2 separate regions of the Bos taurus genome follow, and region 2 is linked to region 1. The links are chromatin contacts, called in public Hi-C maps. All regions are on one chromosome and are shown on one strand. The core of a region is the stretch at or near the end of the contact, and the rest is flanking DNA. Distances in the headings are between cores, read along the strand shown. Region 1 holds the start of DNAAF8 (dynein axonemal assembly factor 8). Region 2 has its middle 5.4 kb from the start of PPL.

The links. A called contact is a pair of places that touch in the nucleus more often than the background predicts.
Region 2: a contact with region 1 is called in a Hi-C map of an unstated tissue, with 6 times the contacts expected there. The contact joins the enhancer-like site here to the promoter of DNAAF8 in region 1. A contact is called at or near these places in 2 of 11 Hi-C or Micro-C datasets (skeletal muscle and an unstated tissue).

Annotation. Positions count from the first base shown.
Region 1 is chr25:3,817,862-3,823,412 of ARS-UCD2.0, forward strand. It overlaps DNAAF8 (dynein axonemal assembly factor 8), which reads left to right and starts at 2,863. Exons shown (of 10, transcript NM_001435358.1): 1 at 2,863-3,303; 2 at 4,423-4,564; 3 at 4,957-5,085. The coding sequence starts at 4,457. It overlaps ANKS3 (ankyrin repeat and sterile alpha motif domain containing 3), which reads right to left and starts at 2,386. Exons shown (of 17, transcript NM_001206229.1): 1 at 2,321-2,386; 2 at 1,078-1,379. The coding sequence starts at 1,247.
Region 2 is chr25:3,999,321-4,004,871 of ARS-UCD2.0, forward strand. No RefSeq gene overlaps it. Among named protein-coding and RNA genes, the nearest start is that of PPL, 5.4 kb to the left of the region's middle. Within about 2 kb of position 2,846, at least 42 of the 102 cell types and tissues checked have an H3K27ac peak or open chromatin away from gene starts, as enhancers often do. A contact at or near this core is called in skeletal muscle, where this site is marked.

The DNA.
Region 1 (5,551 bases), core at 1,613-4,112:
CACAGGGTTCCGGGGTGACTCCACTTTCTGGACCATTGCCTCTGCACACTACCTTGAGTTTGCCTCCATGCTCCAACTTCTTGTTCTCATCTGTGCCCTCTTCCTACCCCAAAGTCAGCTCTTCCTTCCTCCCACCAGCCACAGAGACAGTCCTCGACCAGGGGAGGTTCTGCCCCCAAAGGACGGTTGGCAAAGCCTAGAGACATTTTTTGACTGTCATAACTGTGAAGGGAAAGGCTACTGGCGTCCAGGGGTGGAGGGAGGCCGGGCGTGCTGCTCTGCATCTGCTGCTGCTGCTAAGTCACTTCAGTCGTGTCCAACTGTGTGCGACCCCATAGACAGAAGCCTACCAGGCTCCTCCGTCCCTGGGATTCTCCAGGCAAGAACACTGGAGTGGGTTGCCATTTCCTTCTCCAATGCATGAAAGTGAAAAGTGAAAGTGAAGTCGCTCAGTCATGTCCGACTCTCAGCGACCCCTCCATGGACTGCAGCCCACCAGGCTGCTCCGTTCATGGGATTTTCCAGGCAAGAGTACTGGAGTGGGGTGCCATTGCCTTCTGTGGCTCTGTATCTGGAGGTGCACAAAACACCCCACAGAGCAAAGGAGGAGCTGGCCCAGCTTGTCAGCAACGCTGAAATCAGGACACTACTGATTGTATACCACTATTCAAAACTGCCTTCCTCACTGGTGCCCAGCATAAACCATCCCTGACAACCGCCTGAGAGAACAGTTTATCTGACATGAAGTGAAGTCACTCAGTCGTGTCTGACTTTTTGTGACCCCATGGACTGTAGCCTACCAGGCTCCTCTCTGTCCATGGGATTTTTCAGGCAAGAATACTAGAGTGGGTTACCATTTCCTTCTCCAGGAGATCTTCCCCAACCCAGGGAGTGAACCTGGGTCTCCCACATTGTAGGCAGACAATTTACCATCTGAGCCACCAGTGAAGTCCATAATCTACCCATGGGTTAAATGTCTACAGCTGTGGGCCAGGCCTCACTAGTCTCCTGATGACTCCACCTGGGCCATGGTGCTCAAACATCCAAGAGGAAGGAATGCCTCCCAAGACCTCTTACCGCTGCACACACTCCTTCACCACCTCGTACTGGCCAATGGAAGCCGCTGTGTGAAGATCCAGGGGGACAGCTAGCTCCTCCCGGCCGACCTGCGTGCCCAGCCCGTGCCACATGGACAAGCTGCGGTTCAGCAGCTCTGGCTCACTGGCTTCATCGCTGAGCTCCGACATCGCTGTGGAGGGGGATGCTGGGGTCGGTTAGGTCTTTCCTTCCTGGTAGTTCCAGGGGATGAAACGCGATGGTCACACTCCTGCCGCAGCAGACTGCCGCCCACAGCAGCTGAACGATCCTGGCCGCCAAACCTGAACAAGAATCCAAATCAGCTGAGTGTCAGTTCTGCGCTCCTTTCAGAACACCCCTTCAGCCTTCTTTGGGGGTGTCTCTTCTACTCCAAATGCCTCCTCCAGGGTAGGACCCACATTCTCTTTTATTGGAGGCTCGCTCAGTTAGTAAAGAATCCACCTTAATGCAGGAGACCCCGGTTTGATTCCTGGGTCAGGAAGATGAGCTGGAGAAGGGATAGGCTACCCACTCCAGTATTCTTAGGCTTCCCTTGTGGGTCAGCCGGTAAAAAAATCCGTCCGCGGTGCGGGAGACCTGGGTTCAGAAAATCCCCTGGAGAAGAAAAGGCTACTTACTCCAGTATTCTGGCCTAGAGAATTCCATGGACAGTCCATGAGGTCTGTCAGACCCCATGAGTCAGACACGATTGAGCGACTTTCACTTTCAACTGTCTGAAACCGGGCACAACGCTGAGGGGCTATCAGAATCATGGAACGAGAACGCGGATGCCCAGGGACCGTAAAGCTGCTTTATCACCCTGCTCCATGCCAGACGCTCTAAAACAACCGGGTATTCCTTAGGAACAAAGTCATATCCAGGTATATATCACGTATACTTGTCGAAAATCTTTTGCTTATCGTTTCTAGAATTTATCTCCAGGAAGTAGCACTGGGAATGAGATCTTTTAATTTTCCTTCCACCTTTGCGTTCTGTCCGTTTGGTAAAATGCTAAGTATCTGTTACTTTTAAAGCACACCAAAGTAGTAAATAACAACAACAAATGACGTTGGTGGTGACCGTCACGCCCACAGGGAGGTCTGTAAAAGCCCGAGGGCACCGCGTCCTGCCCCGGGGCGTGGGCCTTCCGCTGCCTCCAGACATCCCCACCTCGTTCTCCGGCCCCAGGGAGGGTAACCTAGGGAACTACCCAAGCGCCGACGCCTCCTCCCAGTAACCTTACCCCACACGTGGCTTTCCGTCCCGGCTCCTCAGCTGCGAAGAGGACGCTCTGAGCTGTAAACTCCGCGGCGAACCAGCGGCAGGGCTGGGACGCCCCGCGAACGGGCAGCAGGTGCGAGCACCAGGCAGGGGCCGGGCCGCCGCGGAGCCTCCCCGCGCTGGGCCTCGGGCCCCGGGCAGCCCTGGACCGACGCTCGCCGCCGCGCTCCCTCGGCCGCGCCCGCTCGGGTTCCCTACGCGCCGGTCGCCGCCACAGCGCGCGGACCCAGCGGCCCGCTCCCGCCCCGGAAGTGGTTGCGGGAGGCGCGGAGCACGCCGGGACGCTCGCGGGTGCCCCTCGGCCTCTCCCGGCGCTGTGGATTTCTCGTCCGTCCCGCACCCGGACCTTCCGGTCAGCTAGCCCGGCTTGCTGTGTGACGCCCGCAGCAGCCAATGAGCAGGGGGAGTCCGCCTTGCTCCGCCCCTCCGCTGGCCAGGGGAACAAATCGTGTTTCAGGAGCGGCAGGACGCGCTAAGTCCCGAAAGACGAGCGGGGGGGTGGGTGGGAAGGAGTTGGCCGTCCAGTGATGTAAGACTGCGGAGCCGGGATTCCGAAGGCGGCGACGGCCTCAGTAATCGCGCCGCTGCCCAAGCAGGAGAACACGACCGAAAAGGCGGCGGGCCGTTTTCGTCCTTGTCGAGGCCGGGAAGAGAGGCGGAGACCGAGGCCGCAGCTGCGGAGATATATGTTGGGTGGTGGACGGGGTGGGGGCTGGGGAAACGAGCTGGGAAATCGGTGGGAGGACGCGCGATGGTTTCCTGTTTCCGAACTTTAGAATTTAAAAGCCCCACCCGAGTGGACGGTGGCGTCCAGTTGTCATAACAACCCGCGGTCCGGCGGTGGGCGGGGCTAACGGGCTGCAGCCAAGAAACGGACGTGGAGGAACCGTCAGGATTCTGCCGGACTGGGGCTGCTGCTTCGCGTAGCCTTCGGCAGTCCGTTCGGTGAGCGACGCTCCTCAACCTGGTGTTCAGGACCCTTCACGGTCTGGTCCGTTTGCACCGCAAACTCCAGCAACTGAAAATTTCTTTCCCCAACACGTTGGGTACTTTTCACTCCTCTGAGCTCTTAGGTGCTCTTGCCGCAGCCTGTAATGCCTTTTCTTCCTCTGTTACCTTGTCCTCCTGGAGAACTTAAGAGTTTCTGGTTGTCCCCTTCAACCAGGTGATTCTGTTGCCCTCTGATCTGCCCTGCAGCCGGAGAACATCATGTGATGTATATACGAGACCTGCCCTGCTGTTCCCAGATCAGGGTACACCAAGCTCCTGCCCCACTCTTGTGAGCACAGAAAAAGCAAAAAGCCCCCATTCACCTCGCCTGCTGCTTCCCTTGTTGGGGGCCAGGGCTGGGGCAGGAGTGTCCTCTTCCCATTTTATAGTGACAGAGGCCTCTCAGGCTGCAAGTACTCTCAAGACGCCAGCTCTAAAGTGCCATCACCCCACATTTCTAAGCCTCCTTGACCCCTGAAGGGGGTCTGTTAAGACTCTGGGATACAAAAGGGGTGTGTTGGCCAAGTGCCTGATAATTTGAGTGTCAACTCCAAAAAAAGTGTTCTGGGGACTCCAAAATGTCTATTCTGTTCCTTTGTAAGGGGGCAGTAAAAAGTAGTGGCTTGAAATCCCCTCTGACTTTGATACAAATTCTGTCTGTAGATAATAATAGTATCTATGTTATATTGGACATATATGGTTTACATATATCTATATGTATCATATATCTATACATATATCTATATATATATGTATCATTCTGTACATATCCATATACCCACATATCAAGTACATATATCTACATATTATTGTAAACTATCACCATATCCATTCATCTGTGGCTCCATCCTGCATTGTGCACGCGGACATACACACACAGTACATGATGGCACAGTGCCTGGCACTCAGTAACAGGAGCCTGCCAACTAGAAGGGAGATGGGGTATGTGGTCCCCAATCTGTTTACACCTCCCAAGGCAAGGGATGGTATGTGTATGCTTTGAAAAGTCAGCACCCTGAGCTCTGGACCCTTGTCTCTGGGACCCCCCTCACCTCACTCCATGTCCTCTGCAAGGTTCCTTGGATGATGGTACGCTGAGAGGCACCCCATGGCATCTCCTGATGAAGATGGGCGGCCCTCACTGCCCAACCCCTGGGATGCCATCCTTGAGGCCGTCAAGCACCAGCTCCCGTCTCTGGACTCTGATTCCTCTGCGGTAAGCAAGCACCTTCTTCCGACATCTTCTAAGGCCCCCACTGTCCTTTCCTCCCATGACAGACACGATGCTAACCGGAGAGCTCTGTGTCATGTAAGTGAAGTACCAAGCTGTCACCTCATTGCCCTGCTCATTCTGTGCCAGGCATTAACTGGGCTTAGCCGGTGGCAGGTAACCCAGAACTGGGTGCCCTGGATCTCACCTCCAGCAGGTGGTGCTGCTGAGCCCATTTCTAAGTCAGCCTCTGAAATCGGTGTCAGCAAGGCCCTTTGGAAGAGAACTGGTCCCCCCAGACAGTCGGAGAGCCCGGGGCAGGGCAGGTGGGTGGAAGCTGAGGCCCTCCTGGCTCTGCCTCCGGCCGTTTAACCCAAAGCCTTCTCATCTGTCCACAGTCAGACTGCGAGGACGAGGAGCTGTTCATCTTCCAGCGAAATCAAACTGTCCTGATTCCAGACTTGTCAGAGGAACTGGCCGACGACCCCGCTGGGGCCTGGGTCACTTCCTCTGGGTCTCCTCCTGAGGTCTGTTAAATGCAGGCTCCAGGGATCCATGAACCCTGGACTGTCCCGTCAGAATAGGGTGTGGGTGCTCCTGGCCCTCACTGGGCTCTAAAGCAGTGTGGTTCTAAAGAGATTAACGCCTCCGGTCTAGCATCACCTGGGCCTTTCTCCAGGTACAGCCCAAGGAGTTCACACACCAGACATCTACTGGCCTTGTGCACGTCATGCTCCCAGGAGCCCAGAACGCTTAGAGCTGGGGGCAGGGACATGATTTTCTGATTGTACCCCCTGCTCTTCCCTTTGACCCCTCACCACACACAGTCCTGAGTGCAAGCACCGACCCAGGGTCATCACATGCAGCCAGGGCATGTCCACACCAGAAGTCACCCACACCCCCAGCCATGCCTAGAAATACACCTGAAATAACTCTAAACCGGAAAACTGCCAAGGCTGCCAAGCGCCCTGGTTAGTTCAGTTGGAACCATAT
Region 2 (5,551 bases), core at 1,596-4,095, 180 kb after region 1:
GCCACTGGGATGGGGATCAGGTGGTTAAATAACCCAGAGTGCATCTACTCTGGAAGACCGTGCAGCTGGAAATGAATGAGATGTGGAATTCGTTGTCAGGCGCCAGGAGCAAAGTGTGAGAGAGAAACAGAGAATATATATGCCCATATGTACAGAAAATTTCTGGAAGGATCCACAAGACTCTGTTAGCCATGAGTCCCCTCAGGAGACAAATCTGAATTTTCATTGTACGCTCTTTCATAGTGTTTGGATTTTGTCTTATTTTTTAAAAGTTCCTTTGGATATTGTTTTTATATGTGCTTGGATTAATTTTTCAATGTCTTTTTTCAATTACTTTCTATTTTTTAGCCATGTGGCATGTGGGATCTTAATTTCCCAATCAGGGATTGAATCTGTACCCCTTGCATTGCAAATGCAGAGGTTTAACCAGTGAACCACCAGGGAAGTCCTTTAGTTACTTTTAAAAGACTCATTTCAAAATGACCCAAGCCTAGCATTCCTACTTCCCAGACCCTTCCCTGCCTCCACTCCCCACTTCATGCCCCTCTGTTAGGGTCCACTACACTCTATGGTGTTAACCTCCTTCTTTGCCAGTCTTCCTTACTGGACTGAAAGATACTGGTTGATAAGGATTATGGAAGATACAACATTTGGGCAAAATAGAACCCATGTTAAGGAAGGAAGCCTCCCTACCTTCAAGTTGCTGATAGTCTAAGGCTGGAGACAAAGAGACAGCAACTACAAAGCCAACTGGGCTGAGTCTAGGGAGATGAACCTTATCAGGGCTCCAAAGATGGGGTAGGGGCAGCAGCCCAGGGAGCCCTGGAGTTCTCACTCAGTCCCTTTCAGCTGTTGCAGCTTGTACGCAGGTCATTTTGTCCTTCTGAGCCTCAGTTTTCCCCGTCTGTGAAATGGACACAACTATAGTATCCACCTCCTAGGTGAGATCCCATGTGTTAAGCACTTGGCATGCCCCTAGGCCCTGAGTGAGGGTCCCACAAATGGGAGGGGTTGACCTCTGCAGGTGGAGGCTCCATGCTTGTGAGGCTGAGGGTTACAAGCAATTACAGGACAATGCAGAACTCCAGACTTCTCCCAACTTCCAAATCCTCCTTCCCTACACCTAGAAAAGTGAAGTTTGGCTTCTGGGAGGGAACCAGACTAGGGACCTCCAGGTGAGCAGGCTGATAGCTCAGCTGCTGTAACAGCCGTGACACTGATGATGTTTGACATTGATGATATTAATGCCATTTCTCCATTATTGAGGACCGACTCTATGCCAGGCAACACAGCATGTAGCCAATATACTTCAGCAGGTTGACACTCCCCAGAGACCCCCACTGACTCCCCGAGGACCCTCCCTCCCAAGAGGAAGCTCTCTTATCTTCCAGGGAAGCTCGCTGAGGCCCCGAGAGGCCCAGTGCCAGCTGGGCTGGTTCCTGGCTTAGCCTGCTCTGGCCCCGTGCTCTCGGACCCCCACCCGTCTCCACCCTCATGGGCTGACTCAGCTGGGCCCGGCCCAAGTGCTTTGGGGAGAATGAGTAGATTTTGGGAGGAACTGAGTTGTCCTTCACCATCCCTCTTCCCTCCAGCCTCTAGAATCTGGGTTTCTGAGCTGGTGCAGCATGTGTGTGTGTGTGTGTGAGTGTGTGCACATGTGTACACACGTGTGCAAGACACTCTGTGGGTAGGCCGGATGGGGTGGGAGCTGGGATCTGGCCCCTGTGGATCCTCCTGTGGGCAGATGGGATTTGCTTGGTTTCGAGGAGCCCTCGTATGCCAAGTGACTCATCTGCTCTGCCTGTGCCGTGGGGTGGGGGCTCGGGGAGCGTGTTTGCTTTCCCCGGGGGGTTGACTTGACGTTCACCCTGAAGGGATGGTACCTGCCCAGCTGTTCTGTTCCCTGGCAACTAGGCCACCTTTGGCCCCTGAACCCCGTCCCCTGCCTAGAGCTGGGCCAGGCGGCTGTCTCCCAGGAGGCCACCACATCTGAAAGGTCACCCACACCCTCCCTGTTTGCGATCATTGTTTCCCCAGCAGCTGGAGAGGTGCTCGCTCACTCCCTGGCTGGCTCAGGTGTTTCGGTGAACCAGTTTGAAACAAGAAGGGCAGCATTCCCGCAGAGAGAGGGGTGTGCAGGATGGAAGGCCAGTTCCTCACCATGGAGCCTCTCCTCCCAGGGCAGAGGCCCAGGCTTTCTGTGGACAGACAGCTGTTCTCCCATCTCCAGGGGTACAGCTTCACCCCCACCTAGAGGGCATTCAGAAATGCAGATTCCAGGGCCCCCATCTGAGATTGCAGCTGGTGGGTCTGGCTAGAGCCTCAGCATCTGCATGTTAACAAGCACATACCCCCCCCACCCCCCCCACCCCAGGATGCTAAAGCTTGTGGGTCTCTGGATTGCCCTGAGAGACACAGCTGTGAGCAGAGAGATGCAGCACATGGGCAGGCCTGGTCTACACCCTCTGGGGAAGAACCCGCAGGCTGTAGCTTGAGGCCAACCTCAGTCTGAATCCTGCCCAGAGTGTGACCTTGGGTTGGTGGCTTAACCTCTCTGAACCTGGCGTCCCCATCTGTAAAATGTGGATGAGCCAGTGCTCCGTGATGGCGTGGCGTGGAGGGCCCTCTCCTCCCCGCCCTCCAAGGGGACAGGAGGGGGCTGGCCTGGCTTCACCCCGTGTTTTGTAACATGTATTTACTTTCCTCGCAGAACAATGCAATGGATGGAAAATCATGCTGGCCGTCCAGTCCAGATGGGCTGAGTCACACTCAGCCCTGGGCCGGTGAGCTCCCCACCACGGCCCCCCTGGGACCAGGGAGGAGGCTGGCCTCTGGCAGCAGAGACAAGAGAGGGTCCACGGTGAGTCACCCCTGTGCCTGCCCGAGTCATCCCCCAGGAATGTGCCTCTGGCCTGAACTCGCCTGGGGCCCCTGGCAGGCTGCCCCAACCTGGCCACCTCCCCACTGCCTGCCAGGAAGCCCCACCCTGATGCCCCCCAAGTGGGCATCTGCGGCTCAGATGACCTTCCTGCCAGCCCTCTCTGGAGGGCTGTGTACCTGCATGACGGTGTCTGCTGTCAAAACATGAGAACAGCTCCTGACCAGTGCCTGAAAAGTGGCAGCACTGAGCCTCCACTGCCCCTGGCCACCCTGGCCCTTCTGCAGGACCCAGCCATGGAGGGGTTAACCCTCTGCTCAGCAGGGGCCTCTTGGACCTGGCTTCACCCACAGGCTGATGGCCCCTCTGGCCCAGCCACACTGCACCCTAATAGCATCTTGCAGATCTGAGCCTCATCGTGAACCCTGGATGGCTTGCCGGCACAACCTACTCTACATCTCTGGACGCCTCATTTCAAGCCCATCCCTGGGCCTCCCAGATGGAGCTGTGAGGGCCACCCAGTGAGGAGGTCATGCTGTCAGGGCAGAGAGTGGAGCTGGGTGGGGTCCTGGGGCCAGACTGGCTCTGCCAGGCCTGGGATCTCCACTGCAGGACAGGCTGCCCAACCCAACTCCAAAACTCCCCTCCCCACGACCAAGCCTACTTCCTCCCTGCCCTGCCAGGGCCCATGCTGCCCAGACCGGTGGGGCTACATTTCTGGAGCCAATGTGTGACAGTTCCTGGGGATGGCCCAGGTCAGGAGGTCAGGACCCCATTCCCTCCTGCACCTGGGGACCTGAGTGATGGACAGGCCAGGCCACAGGGGACAAAACACAAAATCAAATCAAGCTTTAGCTTGAAACCAAACTGGGTTTGAAATCTGCCTCAGCCATATCACCAGCTGTGTGACCTTAAGCAAGTGGCTTAACCTCTCTGAACCTCAATTTTTCCACCCGTAAAATTGGGAAGAGCCTGTGAGCGAAGATGTCAAATCCTCACTCCTCCATTTCCTAGCTGTGTGGCCCTGGGGAAATGTCTTCGACCTTCTGAACTTTGGTTTCTCCATCTGCAAAACTGTGGACACTCTGGCATTTGCTCCAGTTCAGTTCAGTTCAGTTCAGTCGCTCAGTCGTGTCCGACTCTTTGCGACCCCATGAATCGCAGCACGCCAGGCCTCCCTGTCCATCACCAACTCCCAGAGTTCACTCAGACTCACGTCCATCGAGTCAGCGATGCCATCCAGCCATCTCATCCTCTGTCGTCCCCTTCTCCTCCTGCCCCCAATCCCTCCCAGCATCAGAGTCTTTTCCGATGAGTCAACTCTTCGCATGAGGTGGCCTAAGTACTGGAGTTTCAGCTTTACCATCATTCCTTCCAGAGAAATCCCAGGGCTGATCTACTTCAGAATGGACTGGTTGGATCTCCTTGCAGTCCAAGGGACTCTCAGGAGTCTTCTCCAACACCACACTTCAAAAGCATCAATTCTTCGGCGCTCAGCCTTCTTCACAGTCCAACTCTCACATCCATACATGACCACAGGAAAAACCATAGCCTTGACTAGACGGACCTTTGTTGGCAAAGTAATGTCTCTGCTTTTTAATATGGTATCTAGGTTGGTCATAACTTTCCTCCCAAGGAGTAAGAGTCTTTTAATTTCATGGCTGCAGTCACCGTCTGCAGTGATTTTGGAGCCCCCCAAAATAAAGTCAGCCACTGTTTCCCCATCTATTTCCCATGAAGTGATGGGACCGGATGCCATGATCTTCGTTTTCTGAATGTTGAGCTTTAAGCCAACTTTTTCACTCTCCACTTTCACTTTCATACAGGGCCTTAAAAGGATTAGGTGAAGTAAAACATGTAATAATGACAGAAAATAACGACTTTTGTTGAGCATTTACTGTGTGCCGGGCCTTGTGCTAAGTCCTTAGCTCAGGGAAGCATGTTAGCACTGTGATTTCTAGCTTCATCGAGATGTGATAGACATACAACAGAGTACATATATTTCAAGTGTATCATCTGTTAGGTTCTGACAAAAGCACACAGAAGTGGAACCACAACAAAGAGGGCAATCTGGCCTTTTTCCTCTCCCCACTTTTCAGGTGTGGAAACTGAAGCTCCGAGGCATTCAGTGCATTCAACGCCTACTCAAAAAGGTCAGGAAGGGACTCAGGATTTAAACCCTGCAGTCTGAGCCAGCACCCTCGTCCCTACCTCAACCACCATTCAGCAGCAGGTGCCGGGCACAGAGTAGGTGCCCAGTGTCATGTTGAATGAATGAATGGTGTGATCAAGAGGGTCACTGCACCGTGGTCCCAGGGAAGGTCCCCAGAGGAGGACCAAGCAGAGCTAGTAGGTCCTGAGTCAGAACTGGGGTGGAAGAGAAGGGAGTCATTTGTCCCTTCATTCAATATTTATTGAGTATCTACTATGTGACAAGTCCTGTTCTAGGTGCTCAGGGTGCAAATGGAACACAATGGACATAGGTTCCTCCTCTCTGGGAGCTAGTAGGGCAGGAATGAGGAGACAGTGTAAGCATGACATCCCTAGGGGGAGATCACAGCATCTCTCCAATATCCCCAAGGATGGAGCACTGCAGGCAGACAAAATCATGGACCAGGCCCCAAGACACCATGAAGAAAGCAGCCAGACCCCAGGCTGAAGGTGGCTGGAGGC